3 separate regions of the Zea mays genome follow, and all the other regions are linked to region 1. Evidence: chromatin contacts called from public Hi-C data. All regions are on one chromosome and are shown on one strand. The core of a region is the stretch at or near the end of the contact, and the rest is flanking DNA. Distances in the headings are between cores, read along the strand shown.

Region 1 (4,329 bases), core at 804-3,303:
GAGACGGTCAGGTACAAGGTACAAGTGTACAACTGCAGGTCTACAACAGTTTTTTTTTTTTTTTTTGCTTTTTTGTTTTACAACCAGACGCATAAGACCATGCATAAGTAAATACGGGGTGCTTAGAGGATGCCAGGATGGGTTTAACGAAAAACCGACTTTATATATGTGTGTGTTTGCATGTGTATGTATATACTATAATTGCACCAGGTGGGTCAAAAGAATATACAAAATGCTTAAGTTCGCAGTTTCGTTTCTGATTCTTAATAATTGTGTCAATAAGATAGCCAATATTATGTAAGCACCTTTTCCATGCTTTCTTTAAATATATATATATGTTAAAACTCGGCAAGAGTCTTTCCAAACTACTTCCCCCGTCTCACAGTATAAGGAGTAACCGTTTTTTTGTCCTTATCCCATAATGTAAGACGTACTCTTTCTACGCACACGTACATCGATGCATGCAATGTTATAAAGAGAATTAAATGTATTTTTTAGTCTTTGAACCAGTGATGGTTATATTTTATATAATTGGACAGAGAGAGTACGTAGAAAAAACTGAAGTGAAAAATTGCGATACTCTATACCTCGATTCTCTGTGTTTTCCACTAGATCACACTAGTGATATTTCTCGATGCAAGCAACGGTCTAGACAAACACAGTCAGAGGCGGATCCAAGTGCAGTAAAATATAATTAAATCTAGGTAAAAGTTAGACAAAACTATATGTTTATAGTATAAGTATTATATTTTTGTCCATGCTCTCAGTCATGTTAAACATCAGAGGCATAGCGCAGTCATCGTGTCAAATCCACGGATTAACCTACAAGATGCAAAGCGATAAAAAACATCAAAAGTTAAATTGAATTACTCGTTATAGTTTAGGTATTCGACGTAGATTCAGCGACTCCGACCCCTTCTAGGTGATATAAATATAATATTCACATCAAGCTACACGTAGCACGATTATGCAATTTACACGTCAACACGGGAACCCTGTACCCTGTAGCTCTAGCTGTACTAGTAAGGGGGTGTTTGTGAACAAAGTTTTTCTGCAGTTTTGGAAGAATACTGCAGTATTCTCAAATACTGCAGTATTATATACATAATGGTGTTTGGCAAGCTGGGTAAAATCTCTGTTTTCAAAACTGAAGTATTGCAAATACTATAGTTGTTTTAAGGCATTCTAAACTTAGCTCTGGACCTCAGTTTTCAAAACTGCGGTATTATAAACTACGGTATTGTCATAACTAAAGTATAGTATAATATTTCAAAAACTGTAGTTTTCAAAAACTTTGTTCCCAAACAGGGACTAATAGTATAGTGCTACCGGCTGACCGCTGCATGCACCGTACTAGCAAGCCTCGGTGTGTGTGCCCAACTGCCCTCAGCCCATGCATGTTTCCAGTTCACCATAGCATGCGAGAGCGCGAGACTGCAACTGCGAGTGGGCGCGAGACTTCGTTCCACCGGGCAGAAGAACGTCCCTCTCGCCAGCCGCCTACGTCGTCAGCGACGCCAGCCCCAGCAGCGCCGCCGCCGGCGCGGGCGCGACTCCGGCCTTATGCTGCGGCTGCTGGGCGTACGACGCGATCGCGAGGAGCCTGCGCGCGAGCGCGGCGGCCTCGGCGCGGAGCCGCGCGTTCTGGCAGCGCACGGCGAGGCCGTGCCGCGCCAGGGCCTGCAGCCTGGCCTCCAGCTCCCGCTTCTGGCCGCGGAGCCGCGCCGCCTCCGCGCGGAGCTCCTCCAGCCGCTGCTGCTTCCGCGCTCGCGACCGGCGCGCCGACAGCCGGTTCGACAGCTTGCGGCGCTGCCGCCGGCGCCTCTCCTCCTCCTCGGGGTCCGGGTGCCTCGCTGCCGCGGCCGGCGTCGACGCCATCACCTGCTCCAGGCCAGGGCACGACTCGGGCCCCCACGGCGTGAACCCGCACGTGGTAACGTCCATCGTCGTGCCGCAGCTGGACGACGCAAGCTCAAGGGCTTCCTGCACGGACAGCATCTCCTTGTGTCCGCAATTCCAGAATACTAGGTGGGGGCGGGCGATTAGAGAATCGGGGAAAAGGGAGGAACGATGAGGAAACGCCCGCTACTTATAGAGGGAAGAAAAACAGAGACCGCTCCCCCGAGCCTGGCGAGGTGGGCCCCGCCGCTGATGTGGCCCACCGCTACGTGGGTGGGGACGTGGGGTGTCTTCTTTCACGGGTGGCTAGATTCAGCCGCCCGCTAGTATATCCGCCCCGCCACAGGGACTCCATCTGATCCGACGGCCGGCAGAGGATGATCTGGGCATCCCTAACCGACGGTGGTGGGGGTGGGCTGGTGGCGTTGTAGCTTAGCCGCGAAGGAATGTCGCGCGGCGAGTGCATGCACACGTGCCAGGGCCGCCGGCTCTCGATCCCTTCCGGCGCCGCGGCCCATGCTCGGCGGGAGCACCACCTCCGGAGCTAGCAGCTAGCATAGCAGACTACTGTCGACTGGGGCCGCGTGGCGCGTCTCGCCTGAAGCTGGCGGCATGGAGGTGTGCCCGACGTACGGTGCTTGGCTCGACCTGCTGCTGCGTGCTGCGAATCAATTGCGAGGCCGCGGAGGGGTACACATCACACACGCGACAAAATCCGTCCGGCGCATTCAGCATTCTCGTCCATTGCATGCGGCTAGGCGACGCAGGTTCAAAGCATCGAGCAACGACGACGTCGTTACACACGTACGTTCATACGCTAATTAAAGCAGTCGGTACACGTATCTCGAAGCTGACAACACCATTGTTCGCCTAGCTACTAACTACGTGCGCGACAACCGCGTTTGTGGAAGGACTGCCATGCATTAGCAGTGGCGGCGGTGATGATCTTCAACACGTACGTGCTGCGACCTGCACTCTCTCTGCATCATGCGAGGTGCATGCTTCATCGACCTGCTGATGATAAGACTCACTGCCACTACTGCCGGAATTCACTAGTACAGATCCTGGCTGGCTGGTTGATGATGCATGATCTTATGATCATCAGCTAGACGTTGGATAACGGTAAAAGCGAGCTGCCTGGATCACGCGGTAATTGGAGCGCACATTCATTCAAGAACGTCGGCTTCAGCCGGCCGGCTACCTTAAGCTAGCAAGTGAATGCGACGTACGGGTTGGGGATCCAGCTGCTTCACGAGGTCTTCTTCTAGCCCGTGCATGAACGGACGCAGTTTCCATTGTTATAGTGTTCTCACTCAAAAGTTTTCTGGTCATAGAAGCCGTCAAGAACAGATGTCATCGTAGCAAAGCAATGGGCACTGATCCAGATTCCCCGTGTGTCGGTGTTTTGGATTGGGAGGGCCTCAAACCGACTAGTGAATTTATGTTGCGTGCCTCTGTTCGGATGAGTTGATAAAAAAAAAAGATAAGATTTATCTTGGTTCAGGCAAGGAAAGATCCTACTTTCAGTAGAGGATGGATGAGACTAATATTATCTTGCATATAAATGCTTGTAGTAGATTCCAAGTATCTTGAGAGCAATTATGCCAAGTGCCAATATACGAGATGAAGAGCGAGTGGAGAAGTGTTGTGTTACACAGGTGTGCTTGTCCCGTGTGAACGTTTTTCTGCCGCATGCCTTGGGAAGGCCATGGCCCCCTCCTTTTATATGTGCAAGGAGAAGACCAAGGTGTACAGGGGTGTAGCTCGCTACTGTCGTGGACGGTGGAGGCGTGTCTGAGCCCTGTAGCGGCGTGGCCGACGAGGCAGCCCTTGAGCCCGAGCCCTGCAGAGGCCTGGCCGGCAGAGCGGCCCTTGAGTCCGAGCCCTGTAGAGGCCTGGCCGGCAGGATGGCGGCGCGTCCATGCATGCTGTTTTCGGTTAGCGACAGGACGCCTGATCCCTACAGCTTATCTTTGACCACGCAGAGATCCAAGGTTCGGTCGGCAGCAAGGGCGCACGCCCAAGCCCATCGGCCCATCCTGTATAGGAGTTTTAGACGAGACATTTCCAAGGCGTCGAGTCGGGGCTAATGAAACAGTGCTGGAATGGTAAAAAGTATGTGAAGATCTGATCCGAACGTTATCCGGGATGGTGTAAGAAGATTTGACACTAGCGTTGTCGCTCCTGTAGTTATCCTGACTTCGGCGGGGTTCACAGAAGATCAGGCGGCGCCGCGTTTTCCGTATGGAATAGTTGGCCGAGGCTGGCTCGGGCGAGGCGGATATTTGTCTTGAGGTCGAGGCTGGGGTAACTACTGTTGTTAGTCACGCATGAGTGGTTGACATAGTGGTCGAAGCGCAAGAATATAATGCCTTGTACTTGCGCCATAGGCGGTAAAAAGTAGATGGGACTAGGGTCACATCGTACTTT
Region 2 (4,329 bases), core at 522-3,021, 360 kb after region 1:
CCAGGTGGGCTCTGTCCCAGATCAACCCAGAAGGAGTTCTCCGATGACTCATCCTCACTGAACACGGGGCTCTTCATCACCTCTCCAACAGAAACACTCTCGCTCTCTTCATATATTGTGCTGGCACCATCTCTGTCTGAACTGTCCTGGTCCATCTCGCTCTCGATAACCTCCCTCACCTGCGCCGATGAATATGCGCCTGAGAATGCAGGCAATTGGGATGCATGGTGACTGTTCGAGGCTGACCCCTCCTCGATTGGAATGATGTTATCATCCTCCAGCCCGTCGAGGACACCATCAAACCCATCAACTGAATCACTGAGATACTGTGGGAAGACCGGCACAATCCGCACTAGCCCTGCCCCCGTCCCGCCGCTTGGGCTCTGCAAGCAAGCCATTACCGACTTCTTGATCAGCAAGCATCCAAAGCCCGTTGGGTCAGCCCCAAACACCCTGTAAAATGAAGTTATGATGAAGTCTGGCCGGAACAGAGACAGCCCCAGCGAGTCCATGTCCTTAGGCCCCAGAGCCCCAGCATCAAGCAGGACATGCCAGTGGTTCTGCTGAGCCAATGCCATCCACTGGTACGAGTACTTTGCCCCCGTCACCCTCGACTGCACAGGGAACACGAAGAGGCCAGTGGCGGAGTCCTTGCGCCGCCGCTTCTTGGTGGAGATCAGCTTCCGGAGCTCCGTGGTGCAGATCTTGAGCGTGGGCCACTTGAACCAGGCGGAGTATGCCTTGGCTCCCTTGTCACGCGCGACCTGCGTCATCCAGTTCACGGACTGGGACTCGTGGTCGAACATGGTGAGCAGGCGCTTGTTGGTGCCGAAGGGGTAGCACTCGGCGAGGAGCCGGAAGGCCGAGCCGCGGCTGACCGTGAAGACGAGACAGTACTCGGACTCGGGGATGTTGAGGTAATCCATGATGCGGTTCTTGATGTCGTGCTCCGCGGTGCCCTTCTCGGCGGCGCCGTAGAGCGCATGGTTGCTGAGGTTGGCGGTGATCTCCGAGAGCGTGAACGCCGCTGACGAGTCCGCAGGGTTGCAGCTTTGGAGGTAGGAGAAGAGGCCAAAGCCGCAGTAGTCGAGGCATACCTTGTCCAGGTGCGGGTACTCGTCGGCGCGGAGGCGGTCCACGTCCGACGCGGACGCGTAGTTGGGGTACATGACGAGGAACTTGGCGAGCGCCTCCTCCAGCACAGGGAGCGCGTCCGGCGACTGGAACGCGCGCTCCGCGGCCAACGCCGTCGCGCGCAGGAAGTCCCTCTGCGCGTGGAGCCGCGCCAGCGACCGCGACCGCCCCACGGACCCCTCCTCCGCACCGCCGTCCCCTCCATCGAGGAGCGCCACGTCGCGGGACTTGGCGAGGGACCCGTCCTCGGACGCCTCCTCCAGCGCCTCCCGCAGCTTGCTCTCCTGCAGCCGTCGCCCGCCGCCGGACCCCGCGCCCGCTCCCGCCGGCGGCGTCCGCGGCGGACGGTTCTTCTTGTCCAGGAGCAGCGCGGCGCAGTGGGACAGCGGCTTCCACAGTTTCAGATGCATGGCCGCCCGCCCGCCTGCCCGCGCAGAAATCCGGGACCTTTCCTACAACATCCGATTCCCCACCGCCGCCGATGGCCCCCTCGCGAATTCTCGGGATCAAATCAGCCCGCGATCGAATTCGACGCGGACAAGGGTCTCTCCTAGGGCTTCGAGGGATCGACGGAGACGGACGATCGGGCTGGGTGCCCTCACCGCTGCGGAATCTGGATCAAGGAACAGAGCAGAGAGAGAAGGGGACAGGCGGAGGAGTGAAAGGAAGAGGAAGCAAGGGCCGAAGGGGAGAGAGAGAGGACAGACGAGGAGGAGGAGGAGGAAGCGGAAGGGAGTTATTGGAGCACACCAACTCGTCTGCACGGAATTAAAAGCAGGGGGTCCCAATCCAAGCATTTAATGGCGACTCCACAAAATTGTTTGGCTGTATTTTGGATTTTGCTTCATCGGTAGATAGATTTCGATCTCATCTACGGAAAAAAAAACTAATGTACAGATATCCCAGATTTGCCTTTCGCTCGAAAATGCAATCTGTACTGAATCAAACAATCTTTGGAGATAAATGAGCTGTGGCAGATTTGCATTGCTGGTGAACTCATTAATTACTGCTTGCACTAGAGTCCTTAAGAAACCTCCTTGTCCGGTGGCGGTGAGCCGGTGACAACTTTTAAATTAAAATAAATCTCGCCTTCTGGAAATTTATAATTAACTAAATCTATAAGACCAACTACCGTATAAAATATTATTTTACATTATTTATAAAGTGAAATTTAAAATAAATAAAGAGTGAGATAGAGAGTCTACTGAAGATAGTTCAAGACGTTATATTTATTTCACCGGATATATTGAATATATCTTTATAACAAATAGATTTTCAAGGTACAAATGTAGATATTATTATTTTTATAAAGTGTGGCTTATTTTAAATTTAGCGTTAATTATTTTTAGTACGGAGAGTGCCTCATTTTGTCTTACATGACATTTTTCTACTATTTTTCAAGCAGAAAACATAGTCATTTGATTTTTTTTCTATTCTTCTCACTATACGTGTTTACACCTTGGGGTTGAACATTGTGTTACGCTGAAAGTTTTGGTTTGTCGGAGAAGATGGGAGTGGAAACGGGATGGGTCATGTGCATTGACTTTGTCCCGAGGAAAGTAAAGATATTCTCCTTGGGGCCGGGATTCCAGCTTCTGATCTGAAATGACTGGTTTTTCATGTACGTTCAATTGGCCATGGCTCAGAAAAGTCCAACCTCAGCACACACAAAAAAAGAGCTTCTTCAACGCTGCATCAAAATGGGACCCGACCTGATTCTTGTCGCAATTTAGGAACTCCCAAGTCCTAATCCTACATGTTTTGTTTTTCCAAACCTAATGATGCCCAGCCAACTACTGCTTTTCTTTTCTCCCCCACGGTACCGTACCGCGCGCTATGGATGATATGCCAACGAAACTGAATAATAATGCACAGAGAGGGCATTGCAGCCCACAAATTAACACATGATCGCCAGCTCGCCATGCCCAACTAATCTCAGAATCGCTAGTCCTGCTCCCAGCTTTCAAGAGATGTGGAAGACAGGTTTGCCCGAACGATGAAGCGAGCTGGTGTTTCTCATCCTGGAGTCACTTTCCTGACAGTTGGCCGGCGTCCATGTCGTCCAGGGATCATCAGTGCTTAACTGACGGCTAGCACTGCGATAGATATAAACAAGTCGTAGCAGAAACGCCCTGCAGCACACGTACATTGGCAGCCCAGCAAGTACGCGAGAGGGAGGGCTGAAGCTAGCTACCATCGCGTAGCAGTCCCAAGTGGAGTAGCTTGTGGGGGGAGGGTGGGGAAGAGAGTGTAGTTTAAAACCCTTCAATTCAAGGCCATGCTGTGGTTCTTGCAATGGCAACAAATGAACAGAACCACCCCGGCCCGAGTTGGGTTCTGCTGCTGCAGCATGGCCGTCAGCTTTATGTACAAGCATCCAAACCACACTTTTGGCGGTGCAGATCAAGTGTAAATTATTGATACACCGCCCGTACAAGTAATAAAAGTAGTTTGGCCCAAACTCTTGCCGAATGTCAGCTAGCTCAGACATGGGGGGTCCTCGTTTGGGAATTTGACCACGGTTACCGATAAACCTGCTGCTAGTGGTGGTAGCGTAACCATGAACCACTAGGGATAAAAGAAACCGCACCAGGTGCCGACGAGGCTTGGTTTCAGTAACTACTCTTTCTGATTAGGCCGAGGACTCTTTGCTGCGTTGCGTAATAAGCGCGATGGCGGTGTTTAATTACGCAGATAAAACTCTCGACTGGTCCAATGTCAACCTGAAATCCGGGTGACGCCGTGCCGCCATCGGAGCTGCGATGTGAATAATAATAATAGACTAGAGCAGAGAGCCTGTCCTGCTGGCTGGAGATACTTTTTTTTTCGTAGAAACTGCGTGTGTGTGGCCCTTGGCTTCCTCTGTGCGGCCATGTTCACGACGCCTTGCAAGCTCCTTGCTTGCTGTGCTGTGCTGTGCATGACGCTCCTCGCTGTTCAGGCATCATCAGTCCTTCACCTGCACAACTCATAGCTCCCTCCAGTTTCCAGCAATCAGCAAACACACATGCGCACAGCAGATTCTGGGGGTGAAAAGAAAAAGGGTTTCCATAACACAACACTACATGAACTAATTAATACTCCATCGGTTCCAATTTATAATTCTAAGCAGCCAGAATACCTGCACAGACTTCTTTTCCCCCTCCCCATATACAACAGCAGCAGCTGATGAGTCGAAACTGACTGCCTAAACAG
Region 3 (4,329 bases), core at 490-2,989, 280 kb after region 1:
CGAGCAGGTTGGCAGGATCAGGGACGACGGGGCCGCGACAAGCAACGGGGCATGCGGAGACGACAAGGCAGCCCAGCTCGCACTGATGGCACGCAAGCGTGGCAAATTGTGGGCAACGAACGAGCGACACAATGATCGCGTGCGGCATCGCAATCGCTGGCACCTCCCGCTTGCCTATCTTATGATTGAGCGGGCAGGGCGAGCGATGCGCGCGCGCCGGGAGACCGGGACCCTAAATCCGTGCGTTCAGCTCACTGGGCCGTAAATCTTAGCCTCATTTATTGGGCTTCGCTATGCGGGGCTCGGTGGGATGAGCCGGTTGGGCTGCCTATCGTGTGTTTCTTCGTCCCCATTTATCCTTCAACTTTAGATCCTCGGCTCTCAAACCAGTCCAAATAATCTAGTAGTTTTAAATACATTTTTTTGTATTAAAAAATAATGAATACTCCCTCCGTTTCTTTTTATTTGTCGCTGGATAGTGCAAAATTACACTATCCAGCGACAAATAAAAAGAAACGGAGGGGGTACTTGATACTGTTTTTATACCACAGAAGACGTTTCTAACCGTCTAAGAGTACGGACGAAAGTTACAGGGTTAGATTACAATATAAAGAGTACTAGTAAATATTTATAATTCATGAAAATATACCCAAAAGTAATTTTAAAAAAAACATCTAGCTCTAACAAATTGAGACAAATATATTAAAAAGACAGGAAACTAACTAACAATACTTTTCTAATCAATGGATAACCAAGTTTATAACTCTGCATTGTGAAATTAATATATACAACCAGCATGAATGTCACATACATTGATATTAAATGCATTTATGATGGTTGTGTCTTTTGGTTATGTAAAGTTTTTCAAAACATGCTAGAATGTTATTAGAATGAAATTTATATGCTTTAGATTTTTTTTTTGTTTTCCTATAGATAAATCTTTTTTAAAAGTTTTTAAAAGTGTTTCCATGAGCTCTAGATATTTTATTTCATCCCAACCTATCTTAAGACTTTTATTTTACAATGTTTAAAAGTTTAGATGTTTTTTTGTTCTAATATCCTTATCGAGCTTTTATAGAAAGTACCGAAAATACCAAAGTTGTCTTCAAACCCCCTTTAAAGTAGGGCGAAGAGGTGATTTGAATAGTTTCGAGAGGCCGATGAGTAAGATATTTGTTTTTAGAGGTTGAGAGTGGTAGACTGTGACGTAATCCAGAGAGGTAAAATAGACCTTTTTTTCATACAAACGCATAAAACATAATACGATCCTTGGATAAATCTTTAAGATTCATGTGCAGATGTGTTTAGATTGCCACGTGTCGCAACATATTTGTTAAGTTCAATACTGGGACGAATTGAAATGCATGGCATGATTGTTTGATAAATTTTTAAGTCACAAATCATCTACATAACTATATAAAATATGATAAATATCGTTGGAAGGTACGAACTTGTTTATTTGTACGATAAAAAAGCTTTGATGAAAAAAGAAGGGCCGGTACGTGCTTTTATTCTTTTATTAGGCCGGACATATCATCCCTATTGGACCGATCGCGTGTTGCTTGTGCGGTATGGACCGATTGGGTTACTGCTTCTCTGCCTTACGTGTTGGGCCTTTCCAAAGCCCATAATTGCCCAGTCCTCATGCATCGCACGATTCCGGGCTGCGTGGCGCCACGCTGGCCACCCACATCATCCTTCTCCAGTTCTCCTCCGCCTCTCCGGGTTTGACTCTGCTGCGAGCCCGAACCCGAAGCAGCAGAGCTGCAAAATCTAGTCTAGAGCGAAAGAAATGGCGAGCGTGGCCTCCGCGAGGTGTTACGGCCTTCTCCTCCCGCCAAGCTTCGCCGGAGCACGGTGCTGCTCCCGTCCGTCCTCTTCGCTCCGTCTGCGGCCGCGGTGGGGCCTGCGCCGGCCGAGGACCCCCCTCGCCTGCGTCGCGCCGCCCGACTCCGCGGAGCCACAGACGGTGCGTTTTCTTAGCACACCAAAGACCCACCTACCTCAAGTTATTTCCCTGCATACAAAATGAAGCTGTGGAAATTATTATTTTCCAAAGCAATTACGAGGAAAACCTAGTCTACTAAGTCAATACTCTTCCAAGTCCCAACCTGTGTAGATGGTAGAAGGCAGAAACAAGTTACTGGGATTTTGCAGTCTTGAGCCAATACTCTTGCTTGGTTATACCTCAATCACCCATTGAGAAGTATGGACTGACGCACTGACGTGGTATTTTCCTTCCACAGGATGAGCAGGCTGTGAAAGCTGAATCTATCCAAGAAGATGCTCCGACTAGTACACCCGAGGATGCTGGGCTTCCAGCTCTCCCGAATAAGGATCTCAACAGAAGGGTAGCACTACTGTCCACTCTTGGAGCGGTGGCTCTGTTTGCATCCCAGAGGCTCAATCTTAGCGAGGCATCTCTTAAAGATCTTGCAGCCAATTCGGTTCCATATGAAGAGGTCAGCATTTTTGTCCTTGATGTGCATTATGTGCCTGGTGAAAATGCTAGAGTTCATATACTCGAACCAATACTACGCTTTGTGTTTATTTAGTTAATTGGTTGGTTTCCAAAAACAAAAGTGATTGGCTGGTATTTACAAACGGTGGTGTTACTGTATCATTCTTTGCAATTGTTGTTCATGATATGCAGAATAGTAACTGACTGGAAAAGTGGAAAGTAATAATTTCAGTAGACAAAGCAATGTATTTTTCTTCTTTTTCTCTGCCCTGTTACTGAATCCATGCATCTTCGGTTACTTCAAGTCGTATTGGTATTCTTTGTTTGATACGTGATTCATCTAGTTCCTGCCATATGTTACTAGCATTTTCTTATTAATCTATTCCATTTTGTTGACTGTCAAATTTATTTTGACCAAAAACCCTGCTAAGCTGGAATCACATTATTCTGTAGATGTTTTTCTTCACCATGAATGTATATGAAACTTAACCTGATAAATCCATCCGCAGGCTCTTTCAAATGGCAGGCCCACTGTGGTTGAGTTTTATGCAGACTGGTGCGAGGTCTGCAGAGAATTAGCTCCGGATATCTACAAAGTGGAACAGCAATACAAGTAACGTGTTTTCAGACCACTTTTCACATTTTTGCACTTTAAACCTCAAATAACAACTGTGGCTCATTTCATAGAAGCAATGCTTCTCCATGATTTTATCATGTTGCCTATCCTATTAACCGCACTTGATTGGACCTTCTGTTGACCAAGATCGTCAAAACACAATTATTTTTTACGAAGACCATCTTCGAATCCGTTGCCTTTATTTATCCGATTCTCGCCAATCCTATTTACACATCTCGAGCGTTCTTTCCAGGGACCGTGTCAATTTTGTGATGCTGAATGTTGACAACACGAAGTGGGAGCAAGAGCTTGACGAGTTCGGGGTGGAAGGCATTCCTCACTTCGCCTTTCTGGATAAGGAAGGAAACGAGGAAGGCAATGTTGTCGGGAGACTTCCAAAGCAGTATTTCCTTGACAACGTGGTTGCGCTTGCTTCTGGTGATCCCGAGATACCGCACGCACGAGTGGTCGGTCAGTTCTCGAGCGCTGAATCTAGGAAAGTTCATCAAGTCGCTGATCCCAGAAGTCATGGCTAGCAGTAGTTGTTTTCTATGTGGACAGCTGTAATCATAGTTCTAATGCCAAGACCGTTTGACAAGTAAGCCTTTCTTTCCCTTAATCTCTTTATCAGGTCATTAATAAGTATGTGTGTCATGCAACCTTTTTTGGAATAAAATAGCTCAGTTAGTTTTTTTTAAAAAAAAAATGCCCAGGCCGTGTAGTGTAGTTCTTTCAGGCCTGTTCAAGAGTTTATAACTTTAACAAGATAGTATTGTAGGTTACCACAAGTTCACAGTTTTTTTTTTCACATTTAAATGGCTTCCTGGCAACAAAAAAAACATTGGTCCTTTTGCCTTTTGTGAAGGAAAGTATTTTAACCAGGCTATGGAGCTAATTTGAAATTGCCTTAATATAAAGAAATGAACCACAGCAAGTGGAATTGACACTTCATGACTGTGATCTACACCAATTTTCATAAGTTACAGTCTTGTTTTTTTGCAGGAGGAGATCCTAGGCTATATACTATAGTTCATTCAGCCCTCCCTGTATCGAACATGCGGGCGCTGCAAAGAGCTGGTAGATTCCACAAAACCCGGAAGAAAAGGCTGGCGCGGATTCCTTCAGTGATACTGAAACGGTTGCATGTTATTATTATACGAGATACTGTTACGTTTTTTAAAAGCAGTATAGAGGGTGTGTGGCTCATGAAAGAATCTCGCCTTTGTTTATTCGCTGCTCGTGTAACACATGT

The links. A called contact is a pair of places that touch in the nucleus more often than the background predicts.
Region 2: a Hi-C map of leaf shows a contact between it and region 1, with 5 times the contacts expected there. The contact joins the promoter of LOC100501764 here to the promoter of LOC103625846 in region 1. A contact is called at or near these places in 4 of 25 Hi-C or Micro-C datasets (ear, leaf and leaf mesophyll).
Region 3: a contact with region 1 is called in a Hi-C map of bundle sheath, with 2.9 times the contacts expected there. The contact joins the promoter of LOC100285864 here to the promoter of LOC103625846 in region 1. A contact is called at or near these places in 8 of 25 Hi-C or Micro-C datasets (bundle sheath, ear, leaf and 2 more).

The regions. Positions count from the first base shown.
Region 1 is chr5:5,991,064-5,995,392 of Zm-B73-REFERENCE-NAM-5.0, forward strand. LOC103625846 (ocs element-binding factor 1-like) reads right to left here and starts at 2,054. Exons shown (of 1, transcript XM_008646245.4): 1 at 1,034-2,054. The coding sequence starts at 1,998. The coding sequence ends at 1,501.
Region 2 is chr5:6,347,674-6,352,002 of Zm-B73-REFERENCE-NAM-5.0, forward strand. It overlaps LOC100501764, which reads right to left and starts at 1,772. Exons shown (of 1, transcript NM_001196426.2): 1 at 1-1,772. The coding sequence starts at 1,544.
Region 3 is chr5:6,271,313-6,275,641 of Zm-B73-REFERENCE-NAM-5.0, forward strand. LOC100285864 (thiol disulfide interchange protein txlA) reads left to right here and starts at 1,740. Exons shown (of 5, transcript NM_001158754.2): 1 at 1,740-1,969; 2 at 2,247-2,462; 3 at 2,971-3,074; 4 at 3,331-3,675; 5 at 4,064-4,329. The coding sequence starts at 1,793. The coding sequence ends at 3,613.